3 separate regions of the Mus musculus genome follow, and regions 1 and 2 are each linked to region 3. The links are chromatin contacts, called in public Hi-C maps. All regions are on one chromosome and are shown on one strand. Each heading gives the region's core, a stretch centred on a gene start, on an enhancer-like site or on the middle of the called end of the contact. The rest is flanking DNA. Distances are from core to core; before and after follow the strand shown.

Evidence for each region. Hi-C and Micro-C count contacts between places; a contact is called where the count stands out from the background.
Region 1: a contact with region 3 is called in a Hi-C map of liver, with 2.6 times the contacts expected there. The contact joins two enhancer-like sites. A contact is called at or near these places in 1 of 15 datasets of contacts at CTCF or cohesin (pro-B cells), 12 of 484 Hi-C or Micro-C datasets (the 63-12 cell line, embryonic stem cells and liver), 1 of 115 datasets of contacts at active chromatin or transcription factors (embryonic stem cells) and 1 of 9 other capture datasets (embryonic stem cells).
Region 2: a Hi-C map of liver shows a contact between it and region 3, with 1.7 times the contacts expected there. The contact joins two enhancer-like sites. A contact is called at or near these places in 2 of 484 Hi-C or Micro-C datasets (embryonic stem cells and liver) and 2 of 9 other capture datasets (adipose tissue and embryonic stem cells).

What each region holds. Positions count from the first base shown.
Region 1 is chr9:43,537,385-43,541,017 of GRCm38.p6, reverse strand. No RefSeq gene overlaps it. Among named protein-coding and RNA genes, the nearest start is that of Gm36855, 18 kb to the right of the region's middle. Within about 2 kb of position 1,292, at least 2 of the 459 cell types and tissues checked have an H3K27ac peak or open chromatin away from gene starts, as enhancers often do. A contact at or near this core is called in liver, where this site is marked.
Region 2 is chr9:43,463,433-43,466,841 of GRCm38.p6, reverse strand. No RefSeq gene overlaps it. Among named protein-coding and RNA genes, the nearest start is that of Gm36855, 56 kb to the left of the region's middle. Within about 2 kb of position 1,506, at least 8 of the 459 cell types and tissues checked have an H3K27ac peak or open chromatin away from gene starts, as enhancers often do. A contact at or near this core is called in liver, where this site is marked.
Region 3 is chr9:43,824,329-43,827,721 of GRCm38.p6, reverse strand. No RefSeq gene overlaps it. Among named protein-coding and RNA genes, the nearest start is that of Gm3898, 3.9 kb to the left of the region's middle. Within about 2 kb of position 1,396, at least 18 of the 459 cell types and tissues checked have an H3K27ac peak or open chromatin away from gene starts, as enhancers often do. A contact at or near this core is called in liver, where this site is marked.

The sequences.
Region 1 (3,633 bases), core at 43-2,542, 290 kb after region 3:
TATATTGAAAAAAAAGGGGGGGGCTAACTAAAATCAAATGAAAATCCTCAGCTTCCTTAAAAGAGTAAAAGATGTGATATGGCTGTCCAAAAAGCCAATGGCATCTTAGGGAATAGATTCAAAGTCTAGTGTTCAAGCAAGAGGGGATAGAATCCTTTGGGAATTCCTTTGGAGACCCATATTTGGAAAAGGCTTCCAAGATGACATCAAAGGGAAAGGACAATGGGAGAAGGGAAAAGCCTCTTCAAAGCTCCGGAGCTCCAGTCTGGGGTCAGCCAGTGAGACTGACAGAAGAGCGGAGTGTTGGACTTATCCAGATCCACCATGCTATGCAATGCGTGTCCAGGGCTCAGTACGCGCAAAGACTCAGCCCCCAGTTTCAAGCCCAGCTCTTCCTCCTGCTAAAATGTATCACTAAGCAATGACAGCCCAGAGATTCAGTTTCAATTTTGGTTAAATGGAGAGAAGAATACCCAGCTTGCTATTGGAAATAGTCTGTCCCAAGGGCTTAACACAGTACCAGGCACATGGCTGGCAACCACTGGCCTATGGTGATTAGCACTAAACACAGCGACCAAGTGCTTTCTCTGTACAGAAGTAGTTTCCCTGTGTGGAGAGTGTCAATACATCAGGAATGTTTGAGAGCTCTAGGTTGGAGGTTGAAATAACTGATTTTGGCCAGCTTAGGACAGTAATCTATTATTGGAACTGATATTCCCTGCTGGCCCACGGGTCCAGAAGTCTCTCTATTTGAATTAGTTTGTGTTTGCCCAATGTGTACCTACAGTCATAACTGTGTGTGTGCATGTGCATGTACGAGAGAGAGAGACAGAGACACAGAGACAGAGACACAGAGAGGCAGAGACAAAGACACACAGGGAGAATTCTAGCTGTGCATATGAGAGAGAAGTAGAAAAATCTAGTTGCATATGTGTGCATGTCTGTGTGAGAGAGAATATTCTAGCTGTGTGTGAGAAACATTCTAGTTGTGTCTGTCTGTCTGTCTGTCTGTCTGTCTGTCTGTCTGTGTCTCTACAGGGAACTATACCCTACTCTGTGATGCATCAGTTACCACGCACGAGGACATTCCATTTGGCAGCACAGATTCTATATGACCAGGTACGCGTTGACTTCAGCTCCCGGCCCTGGTCTTCATTCAAGCAGTATTCCCCTTGACTGAACACTGTCATGCCTGGGCTAGAGGGAGAGTTTATCAATAAGGTCCTGAGTGTTGATGATTCTTCTCAACAATGGAGGGTGGCCAGGCTTGGGGTCAGGGGTTTGATAGCACGTGACCAGCATCCTGGCCAGGATGCTCCTTCCACAAACAATTTTCGTAAGCACCCAGAATGTGGCCTAACCCTACTAGGCTTGCTTTCCAGGAGTTTTGTGTCCTTTTTTTCCTCTTAAAAAAATGATTTGTCTTATTTTTTAAATCTCTAAGTATGTGTGTCTATATGAATATATGTTATGAGTATATGAGGGTGCCTGAGGAGACCAGAGGAGAGAGTCAGGCCCCTGGAGCCATGGTTATAGGCTTCTGTGAGCAGCCTGGTGTGGGTGCTGGATCTGAGCTCGGATCTTCTGTCAGAGCAGCCAGCACTCTTCACTGCTGAGCCATCTCTCTAGACCGTTTCGTGCCTTTTCAAAGGCCTTTTCTCATCCCAACAGAAATCTCTTTCTGTTTCTTTTGCCAAACTGTCTCGGTAACCCCTCTCTCTGATCTGTACAGCCAGATCAGCTTTCGGTAGCAAGTACCTAGTAGGGCTGTGTCTGTGACGAGCCTACTGCCAACCAGCAGGACTTATAACAGCAGGAAAATCAGAGGCAAGCTACCTCAAAGTAGGAAAAACCCAACAGATGCCCATGCTGAGGGCAGGGTGGATAGGGGGTAAGAGATCAGTTTGGTCTCTCTGAGGGTCTGGTCTTGAGACTCAGTCCCACCTTAGTAAAGATTAGTGAAGTGAATCTGGTTCTGCGATCACTGAAGAATGCAAAAACTATCTCGGGACACTTCCCATCCACCCATGTGGGGAACTATCTGATAAAAAGGCAGAACACAAGGATATAGAGATGGCTTCAAGGTTAAGAGCTCTTTCTGCTCTGGCAGAGTCCCCAGGACAGGTGCTCACAACCACCTGTAACTCCGGCCAGCACCAGGGGACCCAAGGGATTCTTCTGTACTGTGAGGCCACCGTACTCACGTGTGCACAGGCTCACACAGCGACACATACACATATACATAATTTAAAAGTGAAGGTTTATGTATTTGAGGAGAAGGCTCTGCTGCTTTTGCAGAGCGCATGGGGTTGGTTCTCTTCACCCATGTAGTGGCTCACAACTGACGGCAACTCCAGTTCCAGGAGATCTGGCGCTCTCTGCTGCAGGCACACGCATGGTACATGCACTCAAAGACCTTGTACACATAAAATGTAATACATAAAAATCTTTTGAAAACACCTTGGAAAACTACAGGCAGCTTCTGGGCCCTCTTGTAGCTGGTGTTCCCACAGGCACTAAGTGGAGAGCTAGGCTTGTCTCTCCATCTACCTAGAAGCCGCCCAAGCCCTGGGAGGTTATCCCACACTACTAGTAGGGATAGGCCAGAGCCAATACTTCAGACAAGGATTTCACGTTTCAGACCTTACGCGGTCCCACACATCTGCACTTTGTCTGAAGCTACAGAATCATGTCTGGCACAGCTGGTCCACCCCTCCATGGCTGAATTCTTCTTTAACCTTCTAACTGGCTGTCAGAGTGTCTAGAAGTCTCCTCAGGGGCACAGCACTGTGTGCAATCCCTAGGGACTTCTTGGCTTACCCTGTTCCTTCATTTCCAGACCAATCCTCCTGCACAGCCAGGTCCCCTCCCCATCTGTAACAGCCAGGGCCTCTAGGCTGTCTGGCCAGGGAGCTTGGTATCTGGGATGGCATGGGAAGACAGGAAGTCCCTTTCTGTTCCTGAGCTATCTAGTGCTAGCCATTGGGTCCTTTATAAACTCCCTCCTGAGTTATACACTACTTATTGTTGTTATTGCTATTGATCCACCCTCTAAACAGCAGAGGTCCCAGGGCTCAATTTAAACCATCAGTTACATCAATAATTCCTTTATTTGTAAGGTTGTTACATCTGACACTCTTTGGATGCCTTTCAAGACCTAAGAGGAAAGTCAGCACTCTTCTCTTAGGAGAACCGAGGCACACAGAGATGTGGAGGTTGGCCAAAGTCCCCAGAATGGAACTAGCTACAGGCTCCTGATACATCGCTAGCTTATTCAATTCCTGGTCTGCCATTTCCCCTCCACTGGGCTAAAGGATGCTCTGAGTTCTGCTGAGCCTCTGGGGCTGTTCACAGGCTTACTATATCCCACAAAAGCAGGGTTCCCTCTACAGGAAACTATAGGCCTTCTTTTTGCCCCCAGGTCCTGGCAGTCCTCAGTCCTGCCTTCTGCTCTCTGTGTCCCAGCCTCAAAGCACAGGCAATAAAGAGTTCCGCCTTTGTCTCCGCCCCACCCCCAGGTGCAGAGATCTGTTTTGCAAAAACTGAGAAGACTCTTTTCTGTAAATGGAGGGGTGGGGCTGGGGGTGGATGTAACATCACAGATGCTTGCTTTTGCCATTCTGAGAATATTGG
Region 2 (3,409 bases), core at 257-2,756, 360 kb after region 3:
CTGAAGAGGAGCTGGACGGGAAGATGGGAAGGGGTCAGTGGGCAGGACGGAAGCAGAGAGGAGCTGCAACAAGGGTCAAGAGAAACGCCTAGCATAGGACCAGGAGCACCGTGTGGGCAGGAACCTGGTATGCTGCTTGCTATCCACTGATGTAGATACCATGCAACGGGCCAGCTCCAGAGAAGCCAGAGAGATCTGAAAAAGGAGGAATGTAGTAAGCAGCAAGTTGGGGTCCACATGGTGACCCCGCCCAGCCCACAATTCTGTCGTGCTCAGACTCAGCCCTGTGTCCTCACATCACACCTTAGAATGTACCCCAATGACAAATTCTCTCAGCCTCAAAGGGCTCCCACCCACTACCAGGGCCAGGGTAACAACTCTGTCAATATTTACATAAGTACTAGCTGGTTGTGTTACCCAGCGCTGTATTCTTGTCTTCAGGGGCAGCATCTCCCTGCTCTCTTCTCAGCATGGCAGGTGCTAAGGTCTGCAAACAGCTCCAAATTTCCATTTTATACTGAGCAGTGAGCTGGGTGTGGCCCCTACTCCACCTGGCCTCTTCTCTGGACACCACTGAACTGCAGTCCTGGACAGCAGACATAGCCACAAGCTCCTTCGTTCTGGAACCCTCCTGAGGTCCCAGAACTTGTAGATAGACGGTCACAGGTCTCCTGGTGCCAGGTTGGCCCAGAATCCACATTGAGAAGGAGGGAGTCTGTGATTGAGTGGCCTGGACTCTTGCCCTGCTCTGTGCCTTATGTCAGTCAGTCCCTTCCTCTTTGAGTTCCTGGGTTTCCTCATCTATGAGGTATAAATGGATCACATCTTACAAAAGGTTGTAGAACCCTAGCATCAGAGTGCATGTGTGGAAACGGCCCTGACTGTCTAGATGCACACAGCTGCTTCTTTTCCACTGCCAAAAATGGCCCACCACAGGAGCCCCATCCCGGGCCTGAGCTGGCCGATCCAGTTGCTTTGGGACAAGTCCTCTGACACTAGGGCTCATACAGAACAGGACCAGGACAGAATGAAGCCACGGGAAGAAACATCACAGACACCAGGAAGTATGTGACAGTGTTCAAAGGGTAGCGTTCGTTTGCAAACACCCTTGGTGGTCCCTATTTGAAAAGAACACTCTGGAACTGCAAACACCCTTAGCTAGAGGCTGGTATGGAAACCAGCAATGAAGTATAAAGACAGCAACAGATTCCCTTTGTCCTTCTCCGGGCCCCAGCTGAGAGCAGGTCCCTTAGGTATGTGGGCAGCACACTTCCCCACTCAGAGTCATAATCCCAGCCAGGAACACCTAAGAGGAGTCCCACCTGGTGCACACAGTAGGCCAGCTTTCACACCTAGCAGAGAGAGGCAAGGGGGTGCTCAGGTGTGACACACCCCACCACCACCACCAAAGAGCAAAGAGTCTGGCTCTGTTAGAGATCTCCTGCCTTTGCCACCCCCAGCTGGCCCCCCCCCCTAGCAAGCAGGAACCTTTGAGCCCTGTGGGGGAGGGACAAGGCAGGTGTTTTGATGTCTGCAGCCAGAGAACTGTCATTGCAGGGGGCAGGTCATGGGTCTGACAAAAGGGAATGATGCCAGCCAAAGGGGTGCATGCCAGTGCGACTTAACAGAAGCAAGTCCCAGCAGGGCAACTTGCACAGCCGTCTGAAGCAAGCACTGGTGGCCTTCTCCCCAGCTCTTCTCCAGGAAGATTGGGCTCTAAGATTCAGAGCCCAAGCAATGTCCACGGAGCAGCTCCCTGCTGCACACAGGCCCAGGAGTCTTCATAGTGGCAAAGGTCATCTCGCCCCATGAAAAGGTCTCTCAGCCTCTGGCCAGGAGTGTGAGGTCCTCTTCTGAAGCTGTATCTAGGGACTGTGTTGGGCAGATCTTGCAGTGGGAAGGCAGATTTTAAAGGTGTCAGTTTCTCATACTTCTGCACCACCAGATAGGAACACAGTGGTCACACCAAAGCTAGAAGGATCCTGACAGCCATCCACCACTCATCTCCGTTCACGAGCCCCAGAGGCAAGAGCACATCATTGGTGTGACCTTAAAAGGGAGCCCCTCATGTCACCAGCCTCCACCTTGCTCCAGATCTCACATCCTCCTGTCCCTCAGACTCCTAGGATGAAATCAGGAAGGACAAATGGACTGGAGGCTGAGATGGATTCTGTAGGACATTTGCAGGAATCGAGATTCCCAGAGGATTGTGGGAGCCCCCCTGGGGACTGAGGACTGTGGCAAGACAAGAGAGGAGGCAGCTGGTGCCAGCACAACACAGCCTCTCCCGGGACTGCCCAAGTCATGCTATTCTGTCACGTCAGATCCCGGAGGCCAGATCTGCCACTTATTTCCTGTGGTCCACAGTTATGGAATCTCCCAAGCCTTAGTTTCCTCCTCTGGAAAGTGTGTATGCTAATCCACTTCCCAGGTTCCCGAGCCCCAGTGTGGCATGTGCCATAGGACATGTGGCTCCCACTAGACACGCTCCACAGTTGCCCTCTCCATTTTCCTTCTCCCTTCTCTTTCTGGACTTCAGTTTAATGAACTGAGAAAGTCTGAGAAGCCTTCATGGATTCTCTCATGTTTGTGATCACTATTTCCAACCACACGGTCACCTTTATAATCTCTACTGGAGCAAGCACACACATTCCACAAAACACTCCTTTATCATACATGTGTGTACATATGTACACATATACACACAGCATACACACACACAACACACACTATTCACAATAAGCATATGTACCACACTTTATACACATACATACATAGCATACCACACACAGCATACACATACACCATTCACATGGACATACACAGATACACGCCACACACTGCACATACCCACCATTCACATGCATATACACACATACACATGCATACATACACATAAACATACACGTACTATACACACACATGCACACATCATACCACACATACCATATACACACTCACAGCACACCCCACATGTACAGATACTATACATATGCATGTACCATACATGCGTGCACGCGCGCGCATGCGCACATGCACACACACACAAAGTACACTGACTTAGCTTCACAAAATAGAGTCTCAAACTGCATGGCACATGTCCTATGAATATGACATTCATAGGCTTTCAGGAATGGTTCTGATTTACACCTGTTTGTCAGCCCAGCTCTGACATTTTCAGAATGAAAGTGTTGCCAGGACAACAGGCATAAACCAGGAATGCCCTGGGAATCCGACAAATCCTCAAGGCCTCAGTCTCAGGTAAAGAGGCTTCTGTTTCATGTTTCTGGCTGGGATGCTCACAGTCCTGGGCTGTCACTCTGCGGAGACCCCTGAGGCCACAGGCCGGGCTCGGCTCTGCTCTGGCTCTGACCACTTGGGTTCGCAGCACTTGCTTCACCTCTGGTTG
Region 3 (3,393 bases), core at 147-2,646:
GCAGGGGAATGAACACATTCCCTGTTTGGCTCAGAGCTCAGGTTTCCCTTCTACCAGTTTAGCTGTGGGGCACCGGCTATCCCAACATAGCATAAGCGAGAGAAAGCATTAGGGCCAAGGACTAGAGTCTCAGCCCCATTTGCACTCTCTGTCTATGGGTTAAGGCCCTGTTTCCTGAGCCTTAAACCATCACTCTCTGGGACCACGTTAGCAAAGGAGATGGCAACTGTCTCAATAAAGGGCTTGGTATCAAACTATGTAATACACAGCAAAACAAAAATATCCAGGAAGGGTTTGTATATGCATCAAGGGTTGGGGGTTTAGGAGAAACAAGGCTCAAAGAGGGCGTCAGGCTCTGAGCAAGGGTTCACACATGTGCAGGGCCAGGGTGAAGGCCTCTGACTTTGTTTCTTCTAGGTTTACCCTTTCAAAGTGTAGCTAGCTTCATTGTCCCCTGGCCCCATCCCACTGACCTGGAGGACTCCCCCCACCTCCCCACTTTGTGGACTAGGTACAAGTAGAAGGGAGAAAGGAGATCAGGAAAGAAGGCCAAGAGAAGAAGCTGGCTTATGTCTGTGGCTTGCCAGGCATTCTGCCCAGTGTCTTGGCTGGTTTCTGGTTTGTTTGATCTCTAAGCTTACAGAATTAGATAATGTTATTCTTGATGAGCAAAGTCCAGATTAGAGAGGTGAAGTAATTTGTTCAAAGTTCTCCAGGTGGTCAGGTGCAGACTGGCGTGTGGCTCTCCCTGACATAGGCTACAGGGCTTTCTTAGGGATCCTGGTTTCCACATGTAGCCTGGACCTGATGTGGCTTTCTTGTCCCTTTGCAGACAGGGCCCCACCTAGCCCCTGTCCGTTCCCCCCTTCACCCCTAGGGAGGGCCCCTGGTTGCTTTGTCTCTGAGCCTCCTCTTGACAGCTGTGAGGAGGGGGCCTGGCGCTGGCCCCAGCTGGAGCACTGGCATCAAGCCCCTAGACACTCTCTGGTTACACCGTGACAAATGTGTTCCCCAGTCTCAGCTCCACAGGGCTTAGAGCAGGCTCTGTCACCTGCAGGCAGCCGGACACGGCTGGGAGAAGAACCACTAAGAGCTAGAGAGAACTGGGAAAACATGTGGAAGAAAAGCGAGGGCTTCCACAAAGAACCTATGGTGTGCCCGGTCTAGTCTTTGCTAGTCTCAGGAGGCTGGTTGTGAGCCCCTTGTTCTACTGAGATTTTTTTCTCTCTTCTTCCTTCTCCTTTCCTCTGCTCCTTTTCTGGTCTCATATAACATGGGATGTCCTTGGGCTTTCTATGTAGCCTGGGCTGGCCTTAAACTCCTGATCCTACTGTCAACAAGCTGCTCTATCTATCCTGCAAACTGAGCACGTGAAATCCAGCGAGTCACAAAAGAGGCTCGGGCTCAGGCCTGGAGGCTGTGGACAGAGACAGACAGGGCTCTAAGCTCCTTCATGCACCAGCCTGGGGACTCACTGGGAGCTGAGGATCTTGCCCTCCCATGTGTTGTCCCAGTGACTGTGCTCATGTCTGGGGGCTATAGCCTGCTTCCCAGCCTGCTTGCCTGCTCCTGCTGCCTCTCTCACAAGCATACCATCAGCTCTAGATGCTGGGCTCTGAGGCAGGGACTTTTCCTTGGGTAAGGTGGGGTCAGACACAGACACAGCAAGTACCTCACTTTAAGATACTTGCCTTGGGTGTCTTCACAAAGCCCAGGATGAATATAGAGAAGAGAGATATTAGCCCTGGGAGTTCAGGTTTCGCAGAGTGTGAACCTTGCTGTAGGGATTTAAGAACCTAATTAGAGTTCCCAGAGGTCAAAAGGGACAGCAGGATAGTGGGGTGATTGTGCTACAGGGACAAGCATATGAAGAGTGGGGAGTACGAGAAGCCTCATTATTGAGTATGGTTGGGAAAGGGGCTCCAGTTAGGCATGGTGGGGCAGGAGGCTGGTAGTGGGGACAGGGGTGGGTGGGGATAGAGCGTGCTTAAAGGTTTAAATAGTTGCAACCTCTCTCATGCTGCCCCTGCCTGGGGACAGAGACCCCGCCTTTCTGAGCAGCTGCACTGACCAGGTTCTCCCAGTGTAGCCACCTCAGACTCAGAGGGCTATCCTGGGTGGGTCACTTCCTGTGGGGCAGGCCAATCGGGTGTGTCTGAGGGCAGTCTATGGATTCTACAGGCAAGTAGCTGTCCTGGTGGGAGAGGAGGAAGATAGAACTTTCATTCGGTAGGCTGGTTGGTTGGGGGTTGGGGTGGGAGGGACGGAGCAAGGGCTGGCTGAGTTCTCTGCTCAGGGCCCATCTAGTGGGTTACACGGTCATTTCCCCAGCCCAGATATAAAAGGTGGACTCTGCCTTTTGCTTAGAGAGAGAGCGCTCTGGGTTGACTCCAGATCTGAGGGCAAAATCCAGCATTCCACTGGGTCATCTCTAGGTCTCAGTGGAGCAGGCATATCATGATTATTTTCTTTCTTGGTCTTTTGAGACAGGGTTCTGCTATACAGCCCAGGCTGGATTTGAACTAACTGCTGCAATCTCCTGCCTCAGCCTCCCAATTATATCAGGAGCATCTAACTCATGATTCATTTTAATGTCATCGTTGTATGACCTGTTCCATGGGGACAGGAAGCTCCTTATGGTGCAGGTCAGAGCAGATGTGAAACTGGGCGAGGCAACATCCCAAGGCATCAGGAGTCCTGATGTGACTCAGTAATGAGCATCAGCCAAGCCTCTGCCCCTACAGGTCTGTGGCCTTGGCATCTGGACTGAGCTCTTCATGGGCATCTAGAGACCTAAGACCATGGGCTAACGTCCTAGCCCGAGCCCGGCCATGTCCCACACAGCCCTGCAGCTTGTTGCTTGTTCCGGCTCTCTAACTCTGTCCCATTTCAATTGTCTTCCTAGGTCCCCAAGGGTAGCCAGCTGCTATATCAGCACAGAGGGTTGTAGGAATCTCCCCTCTTCTGCCTAGGGATGAATACATCTCCCCTCTGCCTGTAGGAGCCAACTCAGGCTCTTCCTTTTGACCCAGGCTGGTATAGAATCCACCTAGAGGCATGTGGAGGAGCAGCCATGTCTTTTCTTGTTCTGGGCAGCCAATGGCTAGAGGGGTCAGACACAGACAAGCTCTACTCGTTCCTTCTCTTCCTTCTGCCCTGTGTTCTGCCACCAACATGGTCCTCAGCTGGGACAGCTAAGAGCCTCCGACCATCTAATTCTAGAGCCTCTGTCGCTCCTGTGTCTGCCCTGGTGGTCCTTCCAGTGAAAAGACCTTTCTCCTTGGCCATAGACATTGCTTTGGCGTGAGTCTTGGCTGGAGGGCACTTTGCTGTCACCTTCTGCAGTTCCCACCTCTCTGCTCTCTTGCCCTTGGCTTCTGTCTTGCTTGCCTG